Linked DNA regions of Pan troglodytes: all the other regions are linked to region 1. A link is a contact called in public HiChIP or PLAC-seq data. All regions are on one chromosome and are shown on one strand. The core of a region is the stretch at or near the end of the contact, and the rest is flanking DNA. Distances in the headings are between cores, read along the strand shown. Region 1 holds the start of NBL1 (NBL1, DAN family BMP antagonist). Region 2 holds the start of MRTO4 (MRT4 homolog, ribosome maturation factor). Region 3 holds the start of AKR7A3 (aldo-keto reductase family 7 member A3).

Evidence for each region. HiChIP or PLAC-seq counts read pairs in DNA pulled down with a chosen protein or histone mark.
Region 2: an H3K4me3 HiChIP or PLAC-seq map of stem cell-derived excitatory neurons shows a contact between it and region 1, with 6 times the contacts expected there. The contact joins the promoter of MRTO4 here to the promoter of NBL1 in region 1. A contact is called at or near these places in 2 of 7 Hi-C or Micro-C datasets (induced pluripotent stem cells and stem cell-derived neural progenitor cells) and 1 of 1 datasets of contacts at active chromatin or transcription factors (stem cell-derived excitatory neurons).
Region 3: a contact with region 1 is called in an H3K4me3 HiChIP or PLAC-seq map of stem cell-derived excitatory neurons, with 4 times the contacts expected there. The contact joins the promoter of AKR7A3 here to the promoter of NBL1 in region 1. A contact is called at or near these places in 1 of 7 Hi-C or Micro-C datasets (induced pluripotent stem cells) and 1 of 1 datasets of contacts at active chromatin or transcription factors (stem cell-derived excitatory neurons).

Annotation. Positions count from the first base shown.
Region 1 is chr1:211,557,127-211,562,084 of NHGRI_mPanTro3-v2.0_pri, forward strand. It overlaps NBL1 (NBL1, DAN family BMP antagonist), which reads right to left and starts at 2,292. Exons shown (of 4, transcript XM_016939666.2): 1 at 2,146-2,292.
Region 2 is chr1:211,945,102-211,950,059 of NHGRI_mPanTro3-v2.0_pri, forward strand. It overlaps MRTO4 (MRT4 homolog, ribosome maturation factor), which reads right to left and starts at 2,990. Exons shown (of 8, transcript XM_001158877.8): 1 at 2,852-2,990. The coding sequence starts at 2,879. It overlaps EMC1 (ER membrane protein complex subunit 1), which reads left to right and starts at 3,158. Exons shown (of 23, transcript XM_001162981.6): 1 at 3,158-3,300. The coding sequence starts at 3,206.
Region 3 is chr1:211,908,610-211,913,567 of NHGRI_mPanTro3-v2.0_pri, forward strand. It overlaps AKR7A3 (aldo-keto reductase family 7 member A3), which reads left to right and starts at 1,899. Exons shown (of 7, transcript XM_016938180.3): 1 at 1,899-2,671; 2 at 4,805-4,958. The coding sequence starts at 2,458.

The sequences.
Region 1 (4,958 bases), core at 1,042-3,541:
CTTGAAATGAGCACAGGGACTTCCTTGAATGGTGCAACTGAAATTGTTGCTCTGTGAAGGGGCAAGGCAGTGTCAGGCTTGGGGCTCCCTGCTCACCCAGGTCAGGCCCCGGCTCTGGTCAGCCCAACCGGGTTTCCTGGGCTCACTCTGGGGTTTGAGGATGAGTTCTGGCCAAAGCTCATACATTGGCTTTCTGTGTGCCTGGAGTCAGGAGAGTCTAATGGTTACAGCTCGAGCCACTGACCATTTGCTTCCCCTCACTAAGCTTCACGTTTGCAACCTGTAAAATGGGCAGCCTGGCCTGGGAACTTCCATTTCAGCAGATCCCCCAGGGAGGAGCCTGGCTCCAGCATACTGCTTAAGGCCACTGTGATTCCACGACCCCAGTCTCACGGCAGGGTGGCTTTTCCTTCCTTCCTTCAGCACTGGGGAGAGCATGAGTCAACTGTCCAGGGGGCGAACACACAGGGCCGACCCCGTGCCACCCAGGCCTGCCTGCACCTTCCAGCCCTGGCCACCTCTGTGCCAGCCCCCCAACCCAGGCCACGGCCCTCCTTACCGCAGACCCTCCTGCCCGCAAACCAAAAACAGCCTCCAAAACAAATCCATGCTAATGAGCTGCTGCAGGGCCAGGCTGCACATCTGCTCAGCAGAAGTTCCACTGCAGACCTCACCAACAACCCTGCCCGCTCCGGCAGCCTCCGACCCTTGGGGTTGTGGGTGGGGGGAAGCAGCTAAACTCAGCCTGAAATTTCACTTTAAAATAATGAGGCGATATCCCCGGCCGATGCAGAACACCTACTCCCCTGTCCACCCCTCCAAAACACAGGCCCGGGAGAGAGGTCCAGCTTGCAGGGGTGGGTGGAGAGGGGTGGGGGTCACCGAGGAAACGCTGCAGCCTCGCTTTTTCTTTGGCCCCAACTCAAGGCAAACCACGCCCAAGCAGTCCCAGCATCTGGGGGAGTCTAGGGAGGCCCCATTCCGCAGTAACAAAGGGTGAGGGGCTCCTTGTTGACAAATTGCTTCCCCGCCAGCGCCCGGTCTTTGGCCTCCAGCCCTGACCTCTGTTTTCCTGGGGTGCCCCTAGTTACAGGCTGGTGGCGTCCAGCTTGGGGAGCGAGGGCCTCCGAAAGCCTGGAAGTGTGGCCTTCTCCCTTGATGCCCGCCAACCTCCGGCCACGCCAAGGCAGGCGGCTGCCCCCTTTGCCGCCGCTTGTAAACGATCAGAATCGCCCCGCCCTGGGAGCGGGCCGGGCAGGTGGCCCGCAGCAGGGCCTGTCGTCCAGCTGGCCTCGCGGGGGTGGAATTCTTAAGAAAACCGAGCCCCCGGAAAGGCTGGCTCTCCCTGCCCCAGACTCAATTCCAGGGAGATGACCCGGGCCAGGCCTCGGGGCCGGCGGGAGGCAGAGGGAGGGTTTGCCGCACCCGGTCTAGGAAACTATTCGTGAACCCCGCTGGGGGAAGGCGAGCCTCCGACACTGGGGGGATCGTCTGGATCGGAGGGCGGGGGATCAGGGAGAGGCGCAGACACAGGGCGAGCCCCCCACAGAGGGCAGCGCAGAGACAGAGAGAGGGAGAGAAAAGCCAGAGGCAGAGACACAAACGCGGGCAGCCGAACACGGAGGCAGGCGGGGAACGGAAAGAGACGGGCAGACCAGGGGAAAGTGAGCGGCGGAAACGGCGACGGAGAGACAGACACACGGACGTGGGGACCGAAGCAGAGGGGGCCGCGGGAGGCGGAAACGTCCAGAGCCGAGAGGCGCGGCGCGGCGAGGCCCGGGCACGGCCGGGGGACATGCGAGCCCGGCCCGCCCGGCCACGCATCTCCCTCCCTCGCTCCCTCTCTCTCCCGGCCGCGGAAACTCCGATCCAGAAACGGAACCCCGGGGCGAGTCTGGGGACGGGCTCCGGACGCGGCGGTGCCCCCCGGCCACCCCGTGCCGCGCCCACGTCCCCAGCGCCGGCGTCCGGAGGCGCCCGCCAGGTCCCCCAGGGCTCCTGAGCTCGGCGGCGGCGCCTCCACCCGGTGCCCGCGGCCGCCGGACGCGCCGGGGGACGCAGCTCCGGGCTGGGGGCGCGGCACTGCCCCCGCGACCGAAGCCTCTGGAAGCCGGGCGCCCGCATGCCGGCCCGGGCGGGACTTACCGCGCGCGCCCGCCGGGTCCTGCGGAGCTGGGTGCGGGGGTCGCGGGCCCGGGCGCCCCAGGAGGCTCGGCGAGGCGGCCGGCAGGGCTGGGGGCGGCCCCGCGACGCTCGGCTGGGCTGCGCTGCGCGCTGTCTGCGGCCCCGGGCGGGCGCGCGGCGCGGGGGAGCGGCTCCGACGTCAGGGTGGCTCCCTCCAAACAGGGCGCGAGGGCGGGGGCAGCGGGGAGGGCCGCGCGCAGAAAGAGCGGGCGGGCGCGCGCGGCCTCTCCCTCCGGGTGCGCAGGAGGGGGCGCCGCAGCGGCAGGGGCCCCGGGCCCTCTCCCGGCCCGCCCGCCCCGGGCTGAGCTTCGGCGCGCTCCGACGGCATGGTGGGGCGGCCGGGACGCCTGGCCGGCGCCCGAGAGGCAGGGCAGCCCAGCCGGGCGCCCTGGCCCGTTCTTAAGCGCCCTCCCCGGGTTTCTCTGCGCTTCCACTCTCTCCGCCCGACTTTTACCGAGCCTGGGCCGTCAGGCCGTGCCAGGCCTCAGGGTGACAAAGATGGATGTGTCCTTTTTGTGGGCACCGGGCATTGCAGACTTGCCCCGAGAGTGGGGCGCCCCAGCCCGCCGCGTCCCGGCACCAGGAGTCCGCAGTTCTGCGGTGCACCCCATCCCGTCCGCTCCGGCATGCGACCCGGTTCAAGTCCGTGCTGTTGGTAGCCTGGGTTGCTCAGCCTTGCCTAGTGTTATCCTAGTGTCGCTCTCGGCCCCACGCCCTTGGCTTAAGCATCCCGAAAAGCCCCAGGGACTATTAGGAACTAAAAAGCCAGCAAATGAACTCACTTCTCTGACTCCTGGGAAGAGTGGAGCTCCTGGCCCCAGCTTCCAGCCTCACCTCGGGGGTTCCTATCTAATCAGTGGACACTTGGGTGGATTGCGGCCGTACCTTCTCTATTCTGTGTGCTTAACAACGGGGTGAGAAAATAACTTTGCTTCTGGAAAGTGGTGGCCCAGGGACACCACTGGGACACGATTGTAGGACTTGGGGATTTTGCTTTACAGCATAGTTACCTGTGTCCATGTGTTTTACCTAGCTTGGCTGGAAACTTCCAGATAGACACAGCCCTGCTCATCTGACTCATGAGGTTGCCGAGCATCCTGGGTGGCTCCTAGTGGCCTGCTGGGAACTCCCTGGTGTACTCCAGCCTACTCGCACCCTCCACACCCAGCCTGCATCTGCGCCTCCTAGCTGTTGCCTGCGCCCTTCCCTCTGCCCGGAATTCCCTTCCCCTCCTTTCATCTCTGGCAAACATTCTTCCAGCTCCAGATTGGAAAGCCTTCCCAAGACCCTCTGGGAGCATCTCCCTCCTCCAGTGTGATCCTGGAGCACAGGATGAGAACTTCTGTTCATGTCAATTTCCCTCTAGAATAGCTGTGTACATCTCTTTCCTCCATTAGACCTTGAGGGCAGGAATCGTGTTTATTTCAGTGTCTCCATTGCTTATGGGCAGGCCAGGTGAGATGTACAATGTATTTGGTTGAATGAAGTTGTTGTTGTTGTTGTTGTTGTTGTTGTTGTTATTATTATTATTATTAGAGACAGAATTTTGCTCTTGTTGCCCTGGCTGAAATGCAATGGCGTGATCTCGGCTCACTGCAACCTCTGCGTCCCGGGTTCCAGCAATTCTCAGCCTCCCGAGTAGCTGGGATTACAGATGCCCACCACCACGCCCAGCTAGTTTTTGTATTTTTAGTAGAGATGGGGTTTTGCCATGTTGCCCAGGCTGGTCTCCAACTCCTGGCCTCAAGTTATCCTCCCGCCTCGGCCTCCCAAAGTGTTGGGATTATAGGCATGAACCACCACGCCCAGCAAATAAAGTAATTATTATCCCCCATTAATGTAGCACAGATAGGTCTTCCCTTAATGGTAACTATGACCGTTATAATAGTTCACACATATTGAGCACCTTACCATGTGCCTCATCCCATTGCAAGCTGTTGCCACTCTCCCAATAAACCTATGAGGTAAGTATTGTCTCTGTTTTAAAAGTGCCAGGCGCAGTGGCTCATGCTTGTAATCCCAGCACTTTGGGAGGCCAAGGCAGGAGGATCACTTGAGGTCAGGAGTTCGAGACCAGCCTGGCCAATATGGTGAAACCCTCTCTCTACTAAAAATACAAAAATCAGCCAGGTGTGGTGGCGTGTGCCTGTAGTCCCAGCTACTCGGGAGGCTGAGGCAGGAGAATCACTTGAACCTGAGAGGCGGAGGTTGCAGTGAGCCGAGATCGCACCACTGCACTCCAGCCTGGGAGACAGAGTGAGACTCCATCTCAAATAAATAAATAAATAAATAAACAAACAAACAAATAAAATAATAAAAGTGAAAAAAATCCCGAGGCTGGAGGATCACTTGATCCCAGGGGTTTGAGGCTGCAGTGAGCTATGATTGTGCCACTGTACTCCAGCCTGGACAACATTGCAGAAGGCTAATTGTGGAACCTAATGAGCTTGTCACTCCAGCAAGGCCTTGTCTCAAAAAAATAAATAAAAAGTGAAAAAAGGAACGTCAAGAGAAAGGTTAAGTAACTCGCCTAAAGTCACACAGTAAAAGCCCATGCCAGCTAATGTCTGTTGGATAACTGTATACCATGTACGGCAGAAACCAGCCTCACTGCACTGTACACAGTAGACACTCAGGAAATATTTACCATTTTGCAGCCAAAGCTTACCCCCACCATCTTTCATGCAGACCCTGAGCAGGGTAGAAAGTAGAGTTCTACATGTTGTAAGAATCCACTCCCCCATTGCAGAAAGCTAATTGTGGAGCCTGATGAG
Region 2 (4,958 bases), core at 1,740-4,239, 390 kb after region 1:
CCCCTTTGGCAGAGAGCGCTCAGCTGGATGCAGCCATTCTGAAAAAAGGCAGCAAGGCCTTTGTGGCCATCATTTCTGGCACACAAAGCCATTCCCAGGGCCCATGGAATGCCTACTCATTAGCATTCCTGGGCCTGAAGATCCCTGGATATAACTCCTGCTATTTAGACAAACTAGGCCTTTCTTAGCTCCTAAGGCTGACCCAAAAAACTTGAAAGCAGTGTGGGGGTGGAGGCTGTTCCTGCTGCTAGAAGTGCTCTCAGTGGCAGACCTCACCTGCTGGCTGAGGCAGGCCCCTGTTTTTTTTTTTTTTTTTTTTTGACATGGGGTCTCACTCTGTCACCCAGGCTGGAGTGCAATGGCACGATCTGGGCTCACTGCAACCTTGAGCTCCTAGGCTCAGGCAATCCTCCCACACAGGACTACAGGCACACACCACCATGGCCTGCTAATTTTGGCTGGGACCACAGAAATGCACCACCATGCCCAGGTGAGTTTTGTATTTTTTGCAGAGATGGCTTTTGCCATGTTGCCCAGGTTGGTCTCGAACTCCTGGGCTCAAGAGATCTGCCTACCTCAGTCTCCCAAAGTGTTGGAATCATAGGTGTGAGCCACCATGCCTGGCCCCTTGCTGCTCTTGACCATGATGCAGAGGCCACTCTAGCTGGCCTATGCTGTGCAACCATGAGGCTGGGGACTGAATCTCCTGATATGTATCTGCACCCCAGTATTGCAATTTGGACCCAAAGACGCAGCAACCCCTCTCTGGGGAGGAACATGTACCTCTACTGTAAAAATGGCTGGGGCACAATTTGCCCTCTACCCACAGAGTTTGGCATTTGCCAGACCTGACCCAGGCCCCCTCCACAGAATCAAATCGTTCCAGAAACACTTAACAGAACTCCAACTGCAAAGCCCCGGGCGCCTTCACAAAGGGACCCAGGCCTCTCTTCTTTAACCTGCCCGCACTCAGCCCCTCTTAACTAGGTACCACACAGACAAAGACAATGACATCAGTCAATGGTAAGTGGAGCAGAGGAGGGCAAACGAAATATAGCGGGCCACTTCCCATCATTTCCACTGTTATACCTTTGGCTCAAGCCAGCATCACCCTGTCTTGGATTAATGCTGGTCTCACTGCTTCCATTCCTGCCCTCTGCCCTGTCTTCCCCAACTATCCTCACCAAGGCAACCAGAGTGACCCTTCATAAGTAAAGGTAAATCACATGGGTCCTCTGCTACCCACTTCACCTGGGCAGGAAAGCCAATGCCTTGCCAAGGCCGAGGAAGTCCTGCCCTCTCTGCCTAACTCCCTCCCCAAACTCTATTTGGCTCCTTCTGCTCCAGCCTCACTGGCCTCTTGTCCCAAACACGTCATATCTGCTCCCATTTCAGAGCCTTTTCACTTCAGGTTCCCTCTACTTGGAACAGCATTCTCCCAGATAATTCCACAGCTGCTCAATTCCACAGGTTGCTCGCTTCCTTTCTTTATTTTCTGCTCATTTGTCACTTCATCAGTGAGACCTTTCCCGACCACACTATACAAAATATCAACATTTCTTCACCCCATTTTCAATCTGATTTTTAGCATTTTGCGGAATATGTTTCTCCTAAAACGTTAGGCTCGATAAGAAATAGGCTTTCCTTGTAACTGCTGTATCCTCTAACGCCTAGAAGTGCCAGACCCCTAAATATTTCTGAATATTCCAGGGAGCCGGGTTAAGAGAGAGGCCACCACAGCAAAGGTGGTCAAAAATGGTCTCTTAAGAGGTGCGCAAGTCGGGTGTAGTGGCTCACGCCTGTAATCCCAGCACTTAGGGAGGGTGGTTGGAGCCCAGGTGTTCGAGACCAGCTTGGCAACACACTGTGAGTCTTCTCTATAAAAAATAAACAAAAAAACCTAGCTGGGTGTGGTGGCGTGCGCCTGTAGTCTCAGCTACTCGGGAGGTTGAGGTGGGAGGATCGCTTAAGCCAGGGAGGTCAAGGCTGCAGTGACTTATTTTATTTATTTATTTTTGAGACGGAGTCTCGCTCTGTCGTGCCCAGGCTGCAGTACAGTGGAGCGATCTCGGTTCATTGCAACCTCCGCCTCCCGGGTTCAAGCGATTCTCTCGCCTCAGTCTCCCAAGTAGCTGGGATTACAGGCACCTGCCACCATGCCCATCTAATTTTTAGTATTTTTAGTAGAAAAGGGGTTTCACCATATTGGCCAGGCTGGTCGGGAACTCCCGACCTCAGATGATTCGCCCGCCTCGGCCTCCCAAAGTGCTGGGATTACAGGCGTGAGCCACTGCATCCGGCCTGCAGTGTTACGATCGCGCCACTGCACTCCAGCCTGGGCAACAGAGCGAGACCCTGTCTCCGAGGGGTCCTATTAACTGACAACTAAGAAGGCGCAAACCATACGAAGAGGTAAGCATGCCAGGCAGAAACAACCGCAGACACACAACGCCAGACACGGGAACAAACCTGTGCTGAAAGAAGGGAAAGGCAGCCAGGGTGGCGGGAGCGCAGGAAGATGAGAAAGGGCCGAAGTTGGGAAAAGTGGGCCGAAACGGCAGCAGGCATAGCCGGGGGCGGTGTTCAGGAGCTGCCTCCCGACCCAGTTGGCCTTGCAAGAGCACCTGAAACTAGGCAAAACGAGTCTCCGCTCCCCAGACCCGACCGGGCGTCAGCCACCTCTGGCGGTTTTACAGCCCCGAAGCCCCCATTCCAGCTCGCGAGGCAGCGGAACACCTCGAGGATGTCCTGGCGTTCCAATCTGCGCCCCTGCCGCCCCGAAGCCCTCACCGCAGGCTGGGTAGCCAGCCTACGGAGCTCCCCCCAGCGTCCCGACTCCCCCTTCGCCCACCTTTCTTGTCGCGCTTAGATTTGGGCATCGCGCTGAATCCACGTGCGGCGGAAGACGGTGCACCCCGTTAGGACCCCGGCGGCGCGGGGGCCTCTGGGACGGCCCTCGGGGGCTGCCCCTCGCGTGTGCCTGACCCAATGTGCACTGCAGCCTGCCTCTCCCTGCCAAGCCGCCGCCTGCGCTTTCTCCCGCGCCTGTAGGGCAACTTCCCGTGTGCCGAGGCAGTCCCTGAATCCCGAGCGTCCCGTCCGACCGAGGGCCTCGCGCGCTATCCCAGCTCTGTGGTTCCGCGGAGGCGGAGCCCGCGGCGCGGTGCATGCCGGGACGGCGGTGGGTGGTGCGTGCGCTCGCATCATGGCGGCTGAGTGGGCTTCTCGTTTCTGGCTTTGGGCTACGCTGCTGATTCCTGCGGCCGCGGTCTACGAAGACCAAGTGGGCAAGTTTGATTGGTGCGTACGTGTGGAACATATTGAGAGATAAGTGGCTGTTTCCCCAGTACCTGTCTCCCACCTGCTAAAGGTTGTCACTTAACAGGATTGGCCGCATAATTTGCAGGACCCAGGACAAAATGAAAACGTGGGGCCCCTTGTTAAAAAATTATTAAGGATTTAAAGTCGTTGGAAGCAGAGCCTTAAACCAAGTGTTAGGGGTCATTCTAAGCTGATCCTTGCGTGTAAGCCGGGCCTGCCATCCAGGAATGCTTGGGGTGCCGGTCAGAGATCACTGATCCCGTCCTCCCTCGTCAGGTTCGATTTTTTTGACTGTGAGGTTTCTGGTCTACCAGGGGTCAGAGGTCGCCAAGCTGTCAGTGAACTTTAATTCCTACTCGAATTGGTGTCTTGTAGGCATGTGAACAGGAGCTTTCGTCTTAAAAGTCCTTAACTGAGTCCTTTTCCCCTCTCATCAACCTAGTCTGGCCCTGGGCTCACAGCAGGATTGCCCAAAACACTAAGCAGCTAGAATATGCCATTCACTCATTCATTCATTCACCCACCCACGTCTTCCTTAAGGCCCTGGAGTAGCTTGCTTTTGTTTGAATTTTACTAGTTAAGACTTGTGTGATCTTGGGGAAAGTGACTTAACCACTCTGTGCCTTGGTTTCTTTGTCTGTAGAATGGGTTTACTAACAGTCCGTTATCTCTTACAGTACTTGTGAGAATGAATGAGACAATCCCATTAAATTACTTAGAACAATGCCTGGCTCATTGAATGCAGTCATTAAGCGTTATCTGTTATTATTAATATTTGCACTTTATTCTTCAGGGCCCAGGTCAGATTTCTCCTCCTCTGAAGTATTTTCTGTCTTGGAAAAGTTGATTCGCATATATGTTGAGTACCTGTTATGCTAGACAGTGTGACAAATAAAACATAAGTTACATTTTTAATGATGTGCACAACTGTTCACAATGTTATATATGTATGTTACACATATATATCGGGTGATATGTGTATCTAATTTTGCAGAATACTTGATATATGCAATTTTCTTAATTTTATTTTCATGAATGAATGAATGAATGAATGGCATTTCCTAACTGCTTAGTGTCTTGGGCAGCTCTGCTCTGAGCCCAGGGCCAGGTTAGGCTGATGAGGGGGGAAAAGGACTCTGTTTAAGACTTTTTTTTTTTTTTTTTTTGAGACAGTTTTGCTCTTGTTGCCCAGGCTGGAGTGTAATGGCGCGATCTCATGGCTCACCACAACCTCCGCCTCTGGGGTTCAAGCGATTCTCCTGCCTCAGCCTCCCGAGTAGCTGGGATTACAGGCATGCGCCACCACACCCAGCTAATTTTTGTATTTTTGGTAGAGACAGGGTTTCTCCATGTTGGTCAGGCTGGTCTCAAACTCCCGATCTCAGGTAATCCACCCGCCTAGGCCTCCCAAAGTGTTGAAATTACAGGCGGGAGCCACTGCGCCCAGCCAAGACTTTTTAAAATTTTTTGAGACAGGGACTCATTCTCTAGCCCAGGCTGGAGTGCAGTACTATCGTGGCTCACTGCAGCTTTGACCTTGCAGGTTCAAGTGACCCTCCCAGCTCAGCCTCCTGAGTAGCTGGGACTACTGGTGCACACCTCTCTAGTTTCTTTGTATTTTTTGTAGAGACGGGGTT
Region 3 (4,958 bases), core at 649-3,148, 350 kb after region 1:
TTTTTTTTTTTTGAGGTAGAGTCTTTCTCTGTCACCCAGGCTGGAGTGCAGTGGTGCGATCTTGGCTCACTGCAACCTCTGCCTCCCAGGTTCAAGCAATTCTCCTGCCTCAGCCTCCTGAGTAGCTGGGATTACAGGCACACACCACAATGCTTGGCTAATTTTTTTGTATTTTTAGTAGAGACGGGGTTTCACCATATTGGACAGGCTGGTCTTGAACTTCTGACCTCAAGTGATCTGCCCACCTCGGCCTCCCAAAGTGCTGGGATTAACGGTGTGAGCCACCGTGCCCAGCCTGTGTTATTATTTTCTAGTTTAATTCCATCGTGTTCAGAGATGTACTTTGTATGATTGGAAGCCTTTCAAATTTATTTATTTATTTATTTATTTATTTTTAATATGGAGTCTCACTCTGTTGCCCAAGCTAGAGTGCAATGGCCTGATCTCGGCTCACTGCACTCTCCACCAACCAGGTTTAAGTGATTCTCCTGCCTCAGCCTCCTGAGTAGCTGAGATTACAGGGGCACGCCACCACGCCTGGCTAATTTTTGTATTTTTAGTGGAGACGGGGTTTCACTGTGTTGGCCAGGCTGGTCTCAAACTCCTGACCTCAGTTAATCCACCTGCCTTGGCCTCCCAAAGTGCTGGGATTACAGGCGTGAACCACCGCTCCCAGCCTCTTTTACATTTGTTAAGACTTGTTTTATGCCTCCAAATATGGTATATCTTGGTGGATGGGCACTTGAAAAGAATGCATATCCTGCTGTTGTTGGATATTCCATTCATGTTGTTTATGTGGAATTGGTTCATAGCATTGAGTCTTGTATACCTTTACGGAGTTTCCGTAAATTATGACTGATAACTGTTCTACAACTATTGAGGATTGTGTGTTGAAATCTCCAATTATAATTTTGTATTTATCTACTTCTTTAGTTCTATTATTGTTTTTCATGTATTTTGATGATCTATGCTTAGGTGCATATATATTTAGAATTATATCTTCTTTATTAATTGACCTCTTTGTCATTATGGTATGTCCCTCTTTGTCTTTGGTAGTTGTTGTTGTTGTTGCTGTTTTGAGACAGGGTCTCAATCTGCAGCTTCGACCTCCCAGGCTTAGATGATTCTCCCACCTCTGCCTCCCAAGTAACTGGGACCACAGGTGCATGCTACCACAATTTGATAATTTTTAAAATTTTGTTGTAGCGATAAGATCTCCCTGTGTTGCCCAGGCTAGTCTCAAACTCCTGGACTTAAGCAATCCTCCCTTCTCAGGCTCCCAAAGTGCTAAGATTACAGGTGTGGGCTAGTATGTCGCCCACTGTGTGGGCCAGTATTCTTTGTTTTGAAATCTACTTTGTCTGATATTCACTTAGCCATTCCAACTTCTTAAAATTTAGTTTCGTCAGTGTATGTCTTTTCCCATCTTTTTGCTCTTAAACTATCTCTGCTTTTATATTTGAATAGCTTTCTGGTATTTACCATATAGTTCGGTTTTGCTTTTTTATCCATTCTAACAATCACTGCCTTTTACTTGTGAGCATTTACATCATTTATATTTATGTAATTATTGATATGATTGGGTTTAAATCAATTTTACTATTGGTTTTTCATTTGTTCCATCTGTCTATTGGTCTTTTTTTTCTTTTGTATTTGGAGACAGATTTGCCCTCTGTCACCCAGGGTGGAGTGCAGTAGAGCTATCACAGCTCACTGCCGCTGGGCACTGGTCCATTTTTCTATCTTTTTTTTTTTCTTTTGAGACAGGGCCTCCCTATGTTGCCCAGGCTGGGTTCAAACTCCTGGGCTCAAGTGATCCTCCTGCCTTGATCTCTCAAAGTGTTGGCATTACAGGCGTTAAGTCACCAGAGCCAGTCAGTTTTTTTTCACTTAGGTACAGAATTCAATGCCAACAGTTCTTTTCTTTCAACACTTTAACCATGTCACTCCATGGGGACGCTGTCTTGAGCCTTTGGTAAGCCTCATTCTCCAGGACCACACGGCAGGCGCGACAGCCCTAGGTCCACCCCACCCCGTAAGCGCTCCCTCCGGGAGGAGACAGAAACCCAGGACAGCTCCGGGGCAAGGCCGAGGAAGGAGGGACGACGGGGCAGGGAGGCCCGAAGAGTCCCCGCCTTTTGGGATAGTCGCCACCCTTGGACCCCCTCACCCTTGGGGACGTTGAGGAGTGTTAAAATCTCCAAGACGCGAGTCACCGGTACGAAGCCACAGCCATTTCGCCGCTTGCTCGGTGCAAGTGCAGAAGGTCCTAGTAGCCGAGCGTGGAGTCGAGCTCGTGGGCGGCGTCGGGCACCTTCGGCCGCGCCCTCAGCTGCACCCCCCGGTGGGCGGGGCCCGAGCCCGTCTCTAAAGCCACGGGGCCGCCCGCTCCGAGCCTGGTGCTTCCGACCGCTGCGCGCCGCTCCTGGGCTGTCGCAGTCTCCCGTTGCCGCCATCATGTCCCGGCAGCTGTCGCGGGCCGGGCCAGCCACGGTGCTGGGCGCCATGGAGATGGGGCGCCGCATGGACGCGCCCACCAGCGCCGCAGTCACGCGCGCCTTCCTGGAGCGCGGCCACACCGAGATAGACACGGCCTTCGTGTACAGCGAGGGCCAGTCCGAGACCATCCTTGGCGGCCTGGGGCTCGGGCTGGGCGGCAGCGACTGCAGAGGTAACAGTGGCCCCTGATCTTCCCCCTGCACGGTGCAGAGCTGAGCCTGTCCACAGCCGTGCACCGCCCCGCTCTCCCTGGCCCGGGGCAGCACCCAAAGTTTTGTCCCCCCCACCGCCCCCACCCCTGTTCACCTCGCAGCCTTGGGAACACCAGGCTCCTTAGGCACGTCTAGCTCCGGACAACTTTTCTCTCGTCTTCTCTTCTGTTCGTCTCTCTTCTCTTCCGGGAGGTAGCCAGCACCCTCACTGACGCCTGGATGACTTGGTCTTGCCTGGAATGACTTGGCTAGCCCCTCTCTGGAGCACAAAAAACACTGGGATCTGGCATTGTGCAGCTCCTGTCCCCACCTGTGCCCTCCAGGTGCCCTTGACGGGCCTGATCTGCAGAAATTCTGTTCTTACCGCCTGGCACTCCCTGGCACAGTCCAAAATCAGAGTTTGGACCCAGCACACTATCTGCTTCCTCCTTTGCACATGCCAGCCTGCTCGGGGCCCCGGACTTTGCTCTGAGTACTTTGTGGTACTCACAAGGGCACCTCACAAGGGTGGCAGTGCCCGGAAGCCTTGGCAGCTCCCTCAGGGGGATGAGGGATTGGGGTGGTACAGGGTCTCACTGCCCTCTCTGTGGGAGGCTCTGTCGGAGGCTATTGGAGAGAAATGGACACTAACCCACTCCAGGAAGCTCCAGTTCTAGAGATGGCTGGGGAGCCCAGAGTGACCCCTTCCTGGGAGGGACCCCGTGAAGAAAGAACGGATAGGAGTTTGCCAGGAAGAGTACAAGGGGCAAGGGCATCAGGGCAGTGGGCATGGGTGTGGAAAGGCAAATGTGTTTTGGCAATGCCGCGGGTGCTGGAGGAGGCAGGTGTGGCCGGAGGGGAGGATGTGTGTATAGGGGCAGGAGGAGCCGCCCTCAGTCTGATGCCATTTGCAGTGCTTAGGCCGATGCCTGGCAGGCACATAGTGAGGGCTGGGAAATGTTAGCTGTTTGTTTGTTCTTAGTATTGGCACCATTTGCCTCCTTCCACTGAGTGTCTGAGTGGAGTCTTATTTCTCCTCTGATTCACCACATGGTAGATCCAGAATGAACCTAGCCTGTGCGTGCATCCCAGTGCCACGCTCTTTCTAGATCACCCGGCTGCCACTTGGTGAGAGCTCTAACCATATTTCTGATTTTTTTTTTTTTTTTTTTTTTTGAGACAGGGTCTTGCTTTTTTGCCCAGGCTGGAGTGGAGTGGTGCGATATGGCTCATTGCAGCTTTGACCTCTCAGGGCTCAAGCCATCCTCCCACCTCAGTCTCCTGAGTAGCTGGGACTACTACAGTAGCACCACACCCGGCTAATTTTTTGTATTATTCATTGAAACCGGAGACTCACTTTGTTGCCCAGGCTGGTCTTAAACCCCTGAGCTCAAGTGATCCTCCTGCTCTGGCCTCCCAAAGTGCTGAGATTACAGGTGTGAGCCACCACAGATCTGTACCCTCTGTCTGGCCCTTATTTCTGATTTTTTTTTCTTTCCTTTTTTAATCCTTCTTTGTCTTCTGTCTGAGTCCAAGGTTGGCTGGCGAAAGTCCTCAGATCTGATCTGAAGTTAAATTCAATTGAGAAGCAGAGGGGTGGTGGTAGAATGGAAAAATTCCATATGAATAGTTCCTCAAACCTGCTCTTTGCCAGGCCTCAAGGGCTCCAGTGACTGCCCTCCTGCCAGCCTAAGTGACCTTCTAAGTGTGAAAAGTGGGTGGAGGACTCTCCACTCACCTGTTAGTCCAGTTCACTAGGAACTAAGATTCTTTTTTTTTGTTGTTTGTTTTGTTTGTTTGTTTGTTTTTTGAGAAGTCTCACTCTGTCGCCAGGCCGGAGTGCTGTGGCACAATCTCGGCTCACTGCAACCTCCGCCTCCCGGGTTCAAGCAATTCTCCTGCCTCAGACTCCGGACTAGCTGGGGACTACAGGCGGGCTCCACTATGCCCAGCTAATTTTTGTGTTTTTATTAGAGATGGGGTTTCACCATGTTGGTCCAGCTGGTCTTGAACTCCTGACCTTCTGATTTGCCTGCCTCGGTCTCCCAAAGTGCTGGGATTACAGGCATGAGCCACGGCGCCTGGCCCTGAATTTCATTCCTCTTTCCTCTCAGTGAAAATTGATACCAAGGCCATTCCACTGTTTGGGAACTCCCTGAAGCCTGACAGTCTCCGGTTCCAGCTGGAGACGTCACTGAAGCGGCTGCAGTGTCCCCGAGTGGACCTCTTCTACCTGCATATGCCAGACCACAGCACCCCGGTGGAAGA